2 separate regions of the Zea mays genome follow, and region 1 is linked to region 2. A link is a contact called in public Hi-C data. All regions are on one chromosome and are shown on one strand. The core of a region is the stretch at or near the end of the contact, and the rest is flanking DNA. Distances in the headings are between cores, read along the strand shown. Region 1 holds the start of LOC100279550. Region 2 holds the start of LOC100275140.

Evidence for each region. A called contact is a pair of places that touch in the nucleus more often than the background predicts.
Region 1: a contact with region 2 is called in a Hi-C map of ear, with 2.5 times the contacts expected there. The contact joins the promoter of LOC100279550 here to the promoter of LOC100275140 in region 2. A contact is called at or near these places in 2 of 25 Hi-C or Micro-C datasets (ear and tassel).

The regions. Positions count from the first base shown.
Region 1 is chr4:83,094,615-83,100,875 of Zm-B73-REFERENCE-NAM-5.0, reverse strand. LOC100279550 reads right to left here and starts at 4,780. Exons shown (of 6, transcript NM_001321010.1): 1 at 3,732-4,780; 2 at 3,475-3,551; 3 at 2,697-2,745; 4 at 2,383-2,623. The coding sequence starts at 4,575.
Region 2 is chr4:82,867,785-82,874,549 of Zm-B73-REFERENCE-NAM-5.0, reverse strand. LOC100275140 reads left to right here and starts at 4,494. Exons shown (of 3, transcript NM_001150506.2): 1 at 4,494-4,877; 2 at 5,984-6,221. The coding sequence starts at 4,587.

The sequences.
Region 1 (6,261 bases), core at 3,531-6,030, 230 kb before region 2:
TTTGGAAACTAAAATTGCCGCTTAAGAATAAAAATTTTAAGTGGTTTTTGCTGAAAGTAGTGGTGCTGACAAAAGACAATTTAGCAAAACATAACTGACAGGGTAATAAAACATGTGTTTTCTGTGATGCTGACGAAATCATTCAACATTTATTTATCGAATGCCACTTTGCTCATAATATATGGCGTTTGCTATCTATTTGTTTTGGTTTGGTGACTCCTAGATCTGTTAGACATATCTTTAGGAGTTGGTTGTTGCGGGTGGACTTAAAAATTGAGCATCTTGTTATTACATGTCTCAGCAATGTGTTGGGTTATTTAGATTATAAGTAGGAATGATTTAGTTTTTGATAAATCCCCATGGATGACTTATCTATAGGTTCTATTCAGAGACACTCACTGACTCAGACTCTCGGCGCAGCTTCAAAGAAGTGAGGATGCAGCGGAGCTAATAAGGAATGCTTGCCGACGTCTTGAGTCGGTGGCCATGCAAATTTATGGTTCTCATGGTTAGAGGTTTTTTTAATAGGATTGCATTGTATTGAATCTCTCTTTTTTTATTGTGTGTGGAACGTGTGCCGTTTGGGAGTGTTACCGTCCTTCTTGGCTTGGAGGTTTGGAGGTTTGTCCCTCCTTTTTGAGCAGTCGTAGGGGCTGCTAGTTGTGTATGCTTTGGCCTTAACCTCGGAAGAGGTGAAAGCCGAATTTTTATCCATTATCTAAAAAAATATATTGGGTCATGCGTAGTCAATTCATTTGAACTTTGAGTGCTAATATATCTTTAAATGGACATTTCGAATTCAAAAGATTACGTATGTATAAGTTGTCTATGAAATTAGTAGTCTTTTTTTTCAAAATACTATTTACTTTATCACCTTTGAAAGTATCACACAATCAACCAGTGATCAAAATACTACTTTTTTTGTGAATGGAGAAGTAATAACCTAACATGTTGCTTTCACTGAAAAAACCACCACATGCTTCACCATCAACACAGTACAACACCTACTACCGATGACCAAAATTTCGTAAAATAAAATTCCCCTATTTGCATGTTCATTTGGAAAACATAATTTCCTATATTATATTTGTAATGTCATATTCTATCAAATGGATGCTAAAATGCTCCCTCGAAATAAAAAAAGAAACTACTTATCGATGAAAGAAAATACTAAACTGAAATTATATGGCCAGTTAGCTACTAGCGGATCGGAGTTCCAAACTATCTGACCACCAGTTATGTGCAACAATCAAATGATGTGACGCCACTAATACCATTGCTAAGTTTCTGAGCTCGTCTACGCACATTTTCATCCCAAATAAAGTTCTAATCTGTATCATTCTCTCTCTCTCTCTCTCTCTCTCTCTCTCTCTCTCTTCCTGAAAACAATTAGTATATACATAATCATGAATGCTAGCTAATACGTTCCCAATCTTTTTTAACAGTTCTTCAATATTACTATATTTGGTCATGGCAGTGTAATTCTTTTCAATGCAGTAACCTAGAGCTTGTTAAGGCAAGTAATAGGCGACGACCCGTGCGATTGACGAAGACTGTCTTTGCACACATGCATACATACCCCGATCGACCACTAATATGCTTGTGTCCAGAAATATCCTGGTCTCGGCGAGGAGCTTTTATGTGGGGCGGATTATTATTGTGGACAAATTCACCTGACTTTATCAGGCAAGTTAACAGCAAATATCACCGACTGGAACTGTAAAGGCTCACATGCATGAAAGACACGCAGGAGCTTAAGATCAGGAGAGAGAGAGAGAGAGAGAGAGAGAGAGAGAGAGAGAGAGGAGCAGTACATTTTTTATTTCCCTCCTATTTTCTACTCAACGCAGGTTATTGTAATAAGGAATAAGAACATAACATTGTACTTGTATTTGCTGCAAGTCAATTTTTCGTATAACTTGGGAGCAATGTGAGAGCACACATACTGCAGTAGCTATAGCAACAAGACGCAGAACAGGGTTCTTGACAAGTTGACATCACATTTCTAGCTAGCAAGGTTGATTCACGCAAAGTTGTGATGAGAGGTCAAAGTCCTCCCCTGCATAATATAGCAGCCGCAGGCCGCAGCGACGCAGAGTGATAAGGAGAAAAAAAAAGAAGCAAAAGCAGCAGCCTCTCCTAGGGAGGAAGCGAGACAAGAGGACAAGATAGGCCAAATCCCAAGATGTTATACAGTACAGTATACCAGCAGCTCAGGATCCCTTGTTGTGTAGGGCCTAACATCGTTTTAGCTCTAGCTAGCTAGCTAGCTAGCTAGCTAATCTTCTCATCAGATTATTATTACTGCTGGATTATCTTTTTTGCTTGCTGAAAACTACTAGTAGTGCTAGCTAGAGCTAAAAAAAGACACGTGACACGTACCTTGACGACGAAGCACTGCGCGCCCTGCCGCAGTCGGAATCGTCGGCCGAGGAGGAGCATTCGACGTCGTCGCCGCCCGCGAGGCTCGCCGCGCCCTCCGAGGAGGCAGCCGACCGGTGTCTGGTGAACGCCTGCGGGCTGCTGCCGTCCCGTCGTCCAGCTGGCGACGACGACGACGACTGAGCCCGCCGGGCACTCGGGAGATCATCGTCGTCGCCGCCACCGTCCACAGGCGGCCCGCCTAATCGTCAAGAATGAAATCACATTTAAACTTGGAGAGGGTTTGAGAGAGCACATATGACAGTCTTGTTTACCCGATGAGGTCGTTGCAGGCTTGTCAGTGCTCTTCACGGTCCTGTACATCTGCAAAAGGAGCAGCAAGAAAAAAAAGAATGACCAAGAAAGCAAAGCTGCGGACACAGTTTCTGCTCGCATCGGGAGGGAGGGAGGGAGGAGATCGTGTGGGGCGGGGGGAGAAAGGGAAATCGCACACAAAACGGAGCACCCGGCCGGCCAGAACTGTCCAAAGGAAATCGCAATGGGGTGGGCCGGCTCTTCTCTGACTCTGATGATCTCGTCGTCCGTGCGTGCCCATGTTGCGCTCACTTCACTGCTAGCTAGCTTTGGAGGTTGGGCGCGGCTTGCAGGACCAGACACACGTTGCATTATTGTGCAATGATGATGGCACCTTTTCTTGCACACACACGCACCCACACATCCAATCTCCCTCACTATCTAGCTAGTAGGAGCAGCAGAAGTAGATGATCTCTCTCTCTCTAGCCGCTCTAGCTATGCTAATCTAGTACTAGTAGCTCCCCCTCTCCTCTCTCTCTCTAGGGATGGCAGTTTCTTGGCTAGGGTCTGCACAGAACAATATCTCTGTCGACTTTCTCTCTCATTCAGCAGCTTCACTCACTGAACACATCGTCTGTCGGAGTCTGTGCCCTCATCAAGATTTGACCTCTCCTTGTACATGAGTCCGCCCAAACAAAGGAAGAAGAAGAGGAGATGCACGAAGAACACAGAATAATTAAAGAACCGCACGGTAGACAGAGTAAAAGAACGAAGGGCTCGGCCGGAACGGAACTCAACCTGCAAGTGGCTCTTCACATGCGCTAGCGTCAGATCCTTGACGTCCATCAGCTCGAGCACCGACTTGGGCGTCGCCCCTGTTTGTGTGCCGAGAGAGGCCGGCCGGGGAGAGAGAGAAGGGGAGATTAATCATATCCCGCATGAAATGATTCTGGCAGATCTACATGAAATGCACTGTTTTTTTTGGGGTCTAGAGCTGAGCATGGATATCGATGGATGGATGGAAGGGTAGCAGCAGGTTATTAATAACGACTCACGCTCGTGGCCGCCGAGGAGCTCGACGGCGTGGACGAAACGCGCGTGCAGGCTGCTGGTCCACCGCATCCGCGGTGCGCGCATGCCGCGCCTGGAGGCCAGGAACCTCGGCATATAGCGGGCCGCGGCGAGGCTGTCCAAGTGCTGCTGCTGGTGGTGGTGTCCGCCGTAGCCCCGGAGCGTGTCGGCGAGCACGCCCTGGAGGCGGAGCCTGCTGGTGCTCGACAGCATCCGGTGGTACGCGGACGGCGAGAGGTACGAGGACTCCGCGGGGGGAGCCACGGCGGGAGACGTCGTCGTCGTCGTCGAGCGCAGGGACGAGGGCCGCGACGAGGAGTGACAGGGACGATTGTATAGCCCGGCCGCCTTTGGGTGGTGGCCCTGGCGGTGGTACTCACCGGCACCGGCGCCTAGAAATGGACGACGGGCAGCCCGCGAGCTGCTGTAGACGGGCACGCCTTCGATTGGCCTCGCCCGCGCCGCCTCGTCCTCCGCTCCCGCCGCGGCGTCGAACGAAATAAGCCGGGGTACGGTCACTGGCACGAACGTCGTTGCATCCGCGGTGGAGGAGTAGTGATTCGGCGCTGCCGGCCGGAGCCGACGGCACGGAAGGACATCCCCGGCAGCCACGTCCTGCTGCCACAGCGGCGGCGAGAGCGACAGCTCGGTCGACGCCGTGGATCCGTTCAGTCGACGCCATGGGTCCGCTCCGGCCGGCGGCTGCGCACCTCGCCCAATCCCTCCCCCGCCGCCCAGCTCCGGGGCGGGCGATGCCGACCCGGCGGCGCTGCTCGGCAGGCTGATGTGCAGCGAAAGGTCCAGCGCCGACACTGCCCGCGCCTCCATAGGTGCCGCGCGTGCGCCGCCGCCCTCCCTCCGCTGCAGCTAGCAGCTGTCGTTGGCGTAAGGATATATGAGATCGGATGATGAAGGCAGTGATGGTTGGAGTTCTTATTGGGACCTGCTGGGGATGATGCTTTTTTGCTTGTGCTTATGTGTGTGTTTGTGTGTGGTGATGATTTTTCTGTGACTTGCTATCGCAGTAGCTAGCTAGCTACAGCCATTGCTTCCTCTCCCTTCTCTTGGCCCGTCACTATTGCTCTTGAGATGTCCACGGAGATGAGGTATTAAGGAAGCCGAGATCGAATGCAGTTGGTTTCTTGTGTTGTCAACTAGCTAATCTTGGACTCTTGGTTAGGTTACGGTATTAAAAGGCAAGAGATATTATGAGAAAAAGACTGATCAGACGAGTATAAATACACAGAATGGGGGATATGCATGGGAGAGAACATGTCTACAGATGAGAGGCCAGGGGTCGCTTTTGTCGAGTCTCGCTTCGGACTAATGCCAGCTGTTTAGACTGCTTTAGCTCTAATCTATAAAGACAAAACACTATAAAAATAGTAGAAACCAGTATAGATTAAAACTAAACGAACAGTCAAAATTCATCAGAACTAGTCGTCGTCCCGTCAAAAATACTCCCATAACATCACTAGGCTTACAGTTCTTAAGTGACGAAACAAAATCCTAGCCTTACCATCGGGGGAACGTACACCGTTGAGAGTCAATACAATTAAACTGGAACTGTTAGTGTTAAACTATTGCAACCAATTTAGAACAAAGAAGTCATATTAATAGGCGCGAATAAAGATAGTCCACTCAGAAGAAACTAACGGCTTGGAAAAGAACTAAAAACTATACATAAATTCGATTCTGAAAACCCTAACTAAGGGTGTGTTTGGTTTGGCTTTTGGCTTTGGCTTTTGCCCCCTAAAAGTCAAAAGCCAACCAAAGGGCTGGATCCAGGAAGCAGCTTTTTCTAAAAGCCGACTTTCTCGTAGTGCAAAACTGAAAGCACCCCTGGACCTGCTTTTAGTGGCTTTTGGATGCAACTGTGAAAACATATATCGAAGAACTTTTAACGACTTTTAGTGGTTTCCACCAAACGATTTTTAGCTTTTTAACAGCACACAGCCTACAGCAGCTTTTTCCACAGCTCACAGCCCACAGCAACTTTTTCCACAGCCACAGCCCAACCAAACAGACCCTAAACTTTGCCAAGGCCACAGTTTGGGCACGTCCATGCATGAATGATGATCTCCTTCCTTTGTTATGCAGCAGAGACCACTATCGAAACTTTTACATCGCCCTAAAAGTTAGTTGTAAATAATTAGAGCTAATATTTAGTGGCTAAATTAGCTAGAGACATCAAACACCCCAGCTATAGTTTAACTATTAGCTATTTTAGTAGCCTACCCCAAGCATTGGCAGACTGGACAAATTAGAAAATGGGTTGCTGAGATGAATGAGTTTGTCATAAAGTTTATGCATCGTTCATCCTTCTAGTCTCAAGCATTGGCAGACTTCATCGCTGATTGGACATCAAGCCCACAATAACTATCAAACACATGTTGTTAGCCACTTGTTGTCAAATGCTATGAGTTGAAAACAAGGAAACACAAATGTTAATGGTTAAAGACATTTGTCCTTCGAAGCATTATTTCCTTTAGAATATAATGATCTTTAGACGAA
Region 2 (6,765 bases), core at 3,245-5,744:
AGGCAATTTTGCACGGGTTGATTGCCTAGAGCTAGATGTCTCACCCTTATACATAAAAGCATGATTAGGGCCAGAGTGAGACTTCCTAGAGTGAATTCTCCTAATTTTGTGCTCAGGATAACCGGCAGGGTACAAAATGTAACCCTCGTTATCCTGAGGCATGGGAGCCTTGCCCTTAACAAAGTTAGACAATCTTTTAGGAGGGGCATTAAGTTTGACATTGTCTCCCTTTTGGAAGCCAATGCCATCCTTGATGCCAGGGCATCTCCCACTATAAAGCATGCTTCTAGCAAATTTAAAATTTTCATTTTCTAAGTCATGCTCATTAATTTTGGCATTAAGTTGAGCTATGTGATCATTTTGTTTCTTAATTAAAGCTAGGTGATCATGAATAGCATCAACATTAATGTCTCTACATCTAGTGCAAATGGAAACATGCTCAACGGTAGATGTAGAGGGTTTGCAAGATTTTAGTTCAACAATCTTAGCATGTAAAATGTCATTTTCATTTCTAAGATTGGAAATGATAACATTTCAAACATCTAAGTCTTTAGGCTTACCAATTAATTTTTCATTCTCATTTCTAAGGCTAGCAAGAGAGACATTTAATTCTTCGATCTTAGCAAGTAAACTAACATTATCATCTCTAAGATTGGGAATCGAATCATCACAAACATTTGAATCAACCTTAGCATATAATTTAGCATTCTTATTTCTAAGGTTGGCAATAATATCATGGCACGTGCTTATCTCACTAGATAATTTTTCACATTTTTCTACTTCTAGAGCATAAGCATTCTTAACCTTAACATGCTTCTTATTTTCCTTAATTAGGAAGTCCTCTTGAGTGTCCAAGAGTTCATTCTTCTCATGAATCGCACTAATTAATTCATTCAACTTTTCTTTTTGTTGCATGTTTAGGTTGGCAAAAAGGGTGCGCAAATTATCCTCCTCATCACTAGAGTTATCCTCATCACTAGAGGTTGCATATTTAGTGGAGGATTTTGATTTTACCTTCTTCCTTTTGTCGTCCTTTGCCATGAGGCACTTGTGGCCGACGTTGGGGAAGAGGAGCCCTTTGGTGATGGCGATGTTGGCGGCGTCCTCATCGGAGGAGGAGTCGGTGGAGCTCTCGTCGGAGTCCCACTCGCGGCACACATGGGCATCGCCGCCCTTCTTCTTGTGGTACCTCTTCTTTTCTCTCCTCTTGACCTTCTTGTCGTTATCACTGTCACTTGATAATGGACATTTTGCAATAAAGTGACCGGGCTTACCACACTTGTAGCACACTTTCTTGGAGCGGGATTTGTAGTCCTTCCCCCTCCTTTGCTTGAGGATTTGGCGGAAACTCTTGATGATGAGCGCCATCTCCTCATTGTCGAGCTTGAAGGCGTCAATGGGGAGTCTACTTGATGTAGACTCTTCCTTCTTCTCCTCTGTCGCCTTGAATGCGACCGGTTGTGCTTCGGGCGTGGAGGGGCCATCTTGCTCGATGATCTTCTTTGAGCCTTTGATCATCAACTCAAAGCTCACAAATTTTCCTATTACTTCCTCGGGAGACATTAGTGTGTATCTAGGATCACCACGTATTAATTGAACTTGCGTAGGGTTAAGAAAAACGAGTGATCTAAGAATAACCTTGAGCATTTCATGGTCATCCCATTTTGTGCTCCCGAGGTTGCGCACTTGGTTCACCAAGTTCTTGAGCCGGTTGTACATCTCTTGTGGCTCTTCCCCTTGGCGAAGCCTGAAGCGACCGAGCTCCCCCTCGATCGTTTCCCGCTTGGTGATTTTTGTCACCTCGTCTCCTTCGTGCGCGGTCTTTAGCACGTCCCAAATCTCCTTGGCGCTCTTCAATCCTTGCACCTTGTTATACTCCTCTCGACTTAGAGAGGTGAGGAGTATAGTGGTGGCTTGGGAGTTGAAGTGCACGATTTGGGCCACCTCGTCCTCATCATAATCTTCATCCCCTAGGGATGGTACCTGTACACCAAACTCAACAACATCCCATATGCTTTTGTGGAGTGAGGTTAGGTGATATCTCATCATATCACTCCACCTAGAATAATCTTCACCGTCAAATGTTGGTGGTTTGCCTAATGGGACGGAAAGTAATGGAGTATGCTTAGGAATGCGAGGATAGCATAGGGGGATCTTACTATACTTCTTGCGCCCTTAGCGTTTAGAAGTGACGGACGCGGTGTCGGATCTGGATGTAGAGGGCGAGGAAGAGTCGGTCTCGTAGTAGACCACTTTCTTCATCTTCTTCTTCTCGCCACTCTTGTGCGATCGAATGCGTGAAGGGGATCCATCCTTCTTGTTGTTGGTGAACTCCCTCGATGGAGCCTTTCCGTGGCTTGTAGCGATATTCTCACCACCGATCACCATCTTCTTGGCGTGATCTCCCGACATCACTTCGAGCAGTTAAGCTCTAATGAAGCACCGGGCTTTGATACCAATTGAAAGTCGCCTAGAGGGGGAGGTGAATAGGGCGAATCCGAAATTTATAAACTTAAGTACAACTACAAGCCGGGTTAGAGTCCGAGAGAGAGGGTGAAAAACAAATCGCAAGCAAATAAAGAGTGTGACACAAGGATTTGTTTTACCGAGGTTCGGTTCTTGCAAACCTACTCCCCGTTGAGGTGGTCACAAAGACCGGGTCTCTTTCAACCCTTTCCCTCTCTCAAACGGTCACTTAGACCGAGTGAGCTTCTCTTCTCAATCAAACGGGACACAAAGTCCCCGCAAGGACCACCACACAATTGGTGTCTTTTGCCTCGGTTACAATTGAGTTGATCACAAGAAGGAATGAGAAAAAGAAGCAATCCAAACGCAAGAGCTCAAATGAACACAATTCACTCTCTCACAAGTCACTATTTGATTTGGAATGAACTAAGGACTTGGGGGAGGATTTGATCTCTTTTGTGTATCTTGTATTGAATGCTATAGCTCTTGTAAGGTGTGGGAAGTCAGAAAACTTGGATGCCATGAATGGGGGGTGGTTGGGGGTATTTGTAGCCCCAACCACCAAACTAGCCGTTTGGTGAAGGCTGCTGTCGCATGGCGCACCGGACAGTCTGGTGCGCCACCGGATACTGTCCGGTGCGCCTGCCACGTCACCAAACCATTGGATTTCGACCGTTGGAGCTTCTGTCTTCTGGGCCACCGGACAGTCCGGTGGTGCACCGGACAAGCACTGTTCAGTGTCCGGTGCGCCATCTGGCTCTGCTCTGACTCTGGCGCGCACTATAGCGCATTTAATGCTCTCTGCAGACGACCGTTGGCGCGAAGTAGCCGTTGCTCCGCTGGCACACCGGACAGTCCGGTGCGCCACCGGACAGTCCGGTGAATTATAGCGGAGTGGCCTCCAGAATTCCCGAAGGTGAGCAGTTCGGAGTTGAAATTCCTGGTGCACCAAACACTGTCCGGTGGCACACCGGACAGTCCAGTGCGCCAGACCAGGGCACACTTCGGCTGACTTTAGCTTTCTATATTTAAATCCTTTTTCGGTCTTTTTATTGGTTTGTTGTGGACCTTTGGCACCTGTAGAACTCATAACTTAGAGCAAACTAGTTAGTTCAATTATTTGTGTTGGACAATTCAACCACCAAAATCAATTAGAAAAAGTGGAAGCTATTTCTCTTTCAATAACAAAACCCTCAAAACACCCATGCATTTAGGGTCCTATCAATCTCTGATTTGAGTTGACAAATGGGCGAATTGGAAGATGCCAGTATTGCTTGAGTCGATACTTGAGAGCTACAACGTCGCCGTCACCAAATTCAAAGATGTTCACTACCACATACTTCGGGACACGTAGTTTCTGCCAAATAATTCTACTTAGCCTGATCCAAGTGAGAGTGTAGCAATGACTCTAGATGATAGATAGAGCTACACCCTTCGATGTACTATTAGTTATTATTTAGAACAGCGACAGAGTCTCTAAAATATAATTTTGACCAATATTTTTTTAAATACAAATAAACTTTTAATACATTGATGTTTTTATAAAAGTACATGTTAAGATAAATCGGTGCATATAAACATTATATTTCAAAACTACATAATAAAATGGTTATTTATAGTCAAAATTTTATAAATTTAACTTAAAATTTGTCCAAAACGACGACTAACAGGATACGTGAAGAAGTAGTTGCTATTGATAGAAACTCAGCTGAATTTAACTAATTAGTCAGATAAACAACTAGTTAGATATTTAGTTAAAAATTCGTTAACTTATTAGCTTTCTTATTTTAGCAGTAATTAGTTCCGGTAACTAGTAATTAGTTCCGGTAACTGGCCCTGGACACCCAAGTACCCAACACCCAATAGTACTCCAAGGCTCGAATGGTCGATGGAGAGTGAATTCGTGGTGCTCGCGGAGGTCGGCCCACGGGATACATCCCTCACCTACGTGGCGATGATCGCGCTACTCCAGCCGCCACGTGTCCCCGAACCCCTCGTTAAATCCAGCACAGCGCATATCCCCATCCGTTCCTGTTCCCCTCGGCGACGCCAGTACGGCAGTACGCCACGCCAGTGCCCAGTTGCATTGACTCCTCCCCGGTCCCCACATCTTGCCGCCAATGGATGTCGACGGGCCCGCCCCCGCCGACGCCTCTGCCAGGCCCGCCACCAACGGCGAGGCCCCCTCCGGCGCCCGCGAGGTCGACGTCGGCGAGGAGGACACGCTCGCCGGCGTCCTCCGCAGCTTCGTCGACGGCGTCTGGTACCCGGACGAGCCTCTGCTCCGGCGGCTCCGGGCGGCGTCCTGCGACGCCGCGCCGCGCCTGAGGGGGGCGTCCCGGAACTCCGCGCGGGACCTGCTTGAGTGGACCAGGCGGGGCAGCGGCCTCCGCGCCATCCTCGTCATCTCGGTGGGCGCGCGCCTCCTTGATCCGTCACATGAGCATGGGTTTTCTTGCCCTGTTTACTAAATCTGGCTCTATCTTCTTTAGTTTATTTTCTGTAGGTGATTGCGTAGCGGTTAACTGTGCCATGGTCACTATTGCAATGTTGGTTTAGATTTGTGCTTTTTAGATCTCAGGGGCAAGGATGAAAGTGGGTATCCGAATTGTTAGACAAATTTAATATTTTAAAATAGATAGGTATGGAATTTTATGTTAATCTTTTTTTATGTTATCAAGCATATTATTACAGATAAGAATAAAATTTTGTATAAATTGTTTTATGTATTATTTGCTCCTCACAACCGAAAAGGTGAAAAAATATCTGAATTTGTATCGGAATTTTATATCTTTCATTTGAGAAGATATAAATTTGAGGTTTAAATTTTATGAATCTTTACAAGCTCATAGCTAAAAAACGATAATACCATTTTGCATAGCAGATTTTATATACTATTTATTCGCAATCAAAGAAAAAAGAAAAAAGGTTGATATTTATCCGTTCCATCCCTATCAGGGCCATATATGATTACGAATCTGTTGGGGAAAGTGAAGAATGTTTGCGAATCTGTTGGGGGAAGTGAAGAATAGGCTGAATTGTAATCCCTCTGTCCTGAAACCTAATAGATTTAGGTTTTCTCTAAACCAAACAACCATAAGTTTAACTAAATTAACAATTACAAAATAAGTATTAACATCTACGACCTCAAATAGGTAAACTATAAAAATAGATTTCATATTCCTTCTAAAAATTAGATTTCATAGGGTAGCAGTGTTTTTAATAGTACTCATTTAATAACGTTGTTTCTAAAAAACTTATCTGACTTAGGTTAGTTTGACTTTAGACAACTCAAAATTAACTGCATTTGAAGTCGAAGGGAGCATGTTGTAAGCAGAAACGAAAACATGGTGAATTACTTCTGCTAGCAATAGAACATGGTAGATTGCTTTTGCGTGTAGTTTTGATCCCATAAACTCTTACATGATACCTCGTTTTTTTATGGCATCCATTTTAAAAATTCTTGAAAATTGACAGTAAACAATTTTTCTAATTTTATCTTTGTTTGATCTGGCAGGTCGGGACAATCACGCTTATAGCATTGACTGGCCTTCTGACCTTCATGTTCTTCCTATTGGTTGCCACTGCTAATGCGATCATTGTCTCAGTCTTGATGTCACTGGCCGCTGCCGGAGGATTCTTGGCCATCTTCTTTGCTTGCTTGGTTGCAGTGTATATTGGAGCAGTATCAGTTGCTATCTTTGTCATTTCTGCGACTGTTATCTCAGCAGTTGTTGGAATTTTGGTTGCTACCGGTAAATCTTTTCTATTCCCCTCTAGAAGTCTGTAGTGCTGTTGATATGTTAATATGCAACCTTGAGGTATAATATAATCCTTAAAGACTACCTGAATCTCCAACATTATAGAAGGTGTTATGCACTTATGCGTCTGAAGTTAATTTAGTCAATGTTACTATGATGAAACTGTAACAAAAGTTTCTTTTTTTTTTGAACTGAATCATCTCAACCCGTACACTTTCCTGTGCAATGAAGTTAGATCGGAAATCAGAAAAAATAGTAGTGCTTAGTGCTTACTTCCCATATGGTGCCTACATTCTCACCTGAGCATCAGACTCAGAATAGCGTCATGCACTAAATTGTTTAAGAACAATTCAGAATCAAATGAGTTGTCCATTGCCATTGGTTATATGCTTAACAGTAAATTGTCAATAGTCACGAGCTCTTTTGTCTTAATATTTTAATATCTTTTACTAACAATGATGATTGATGAATAACAATGGAAGAATTAAGAAGTTATTGCGCTATATGGTTTCAGTAACAGTGACTATGCTTCCTAATC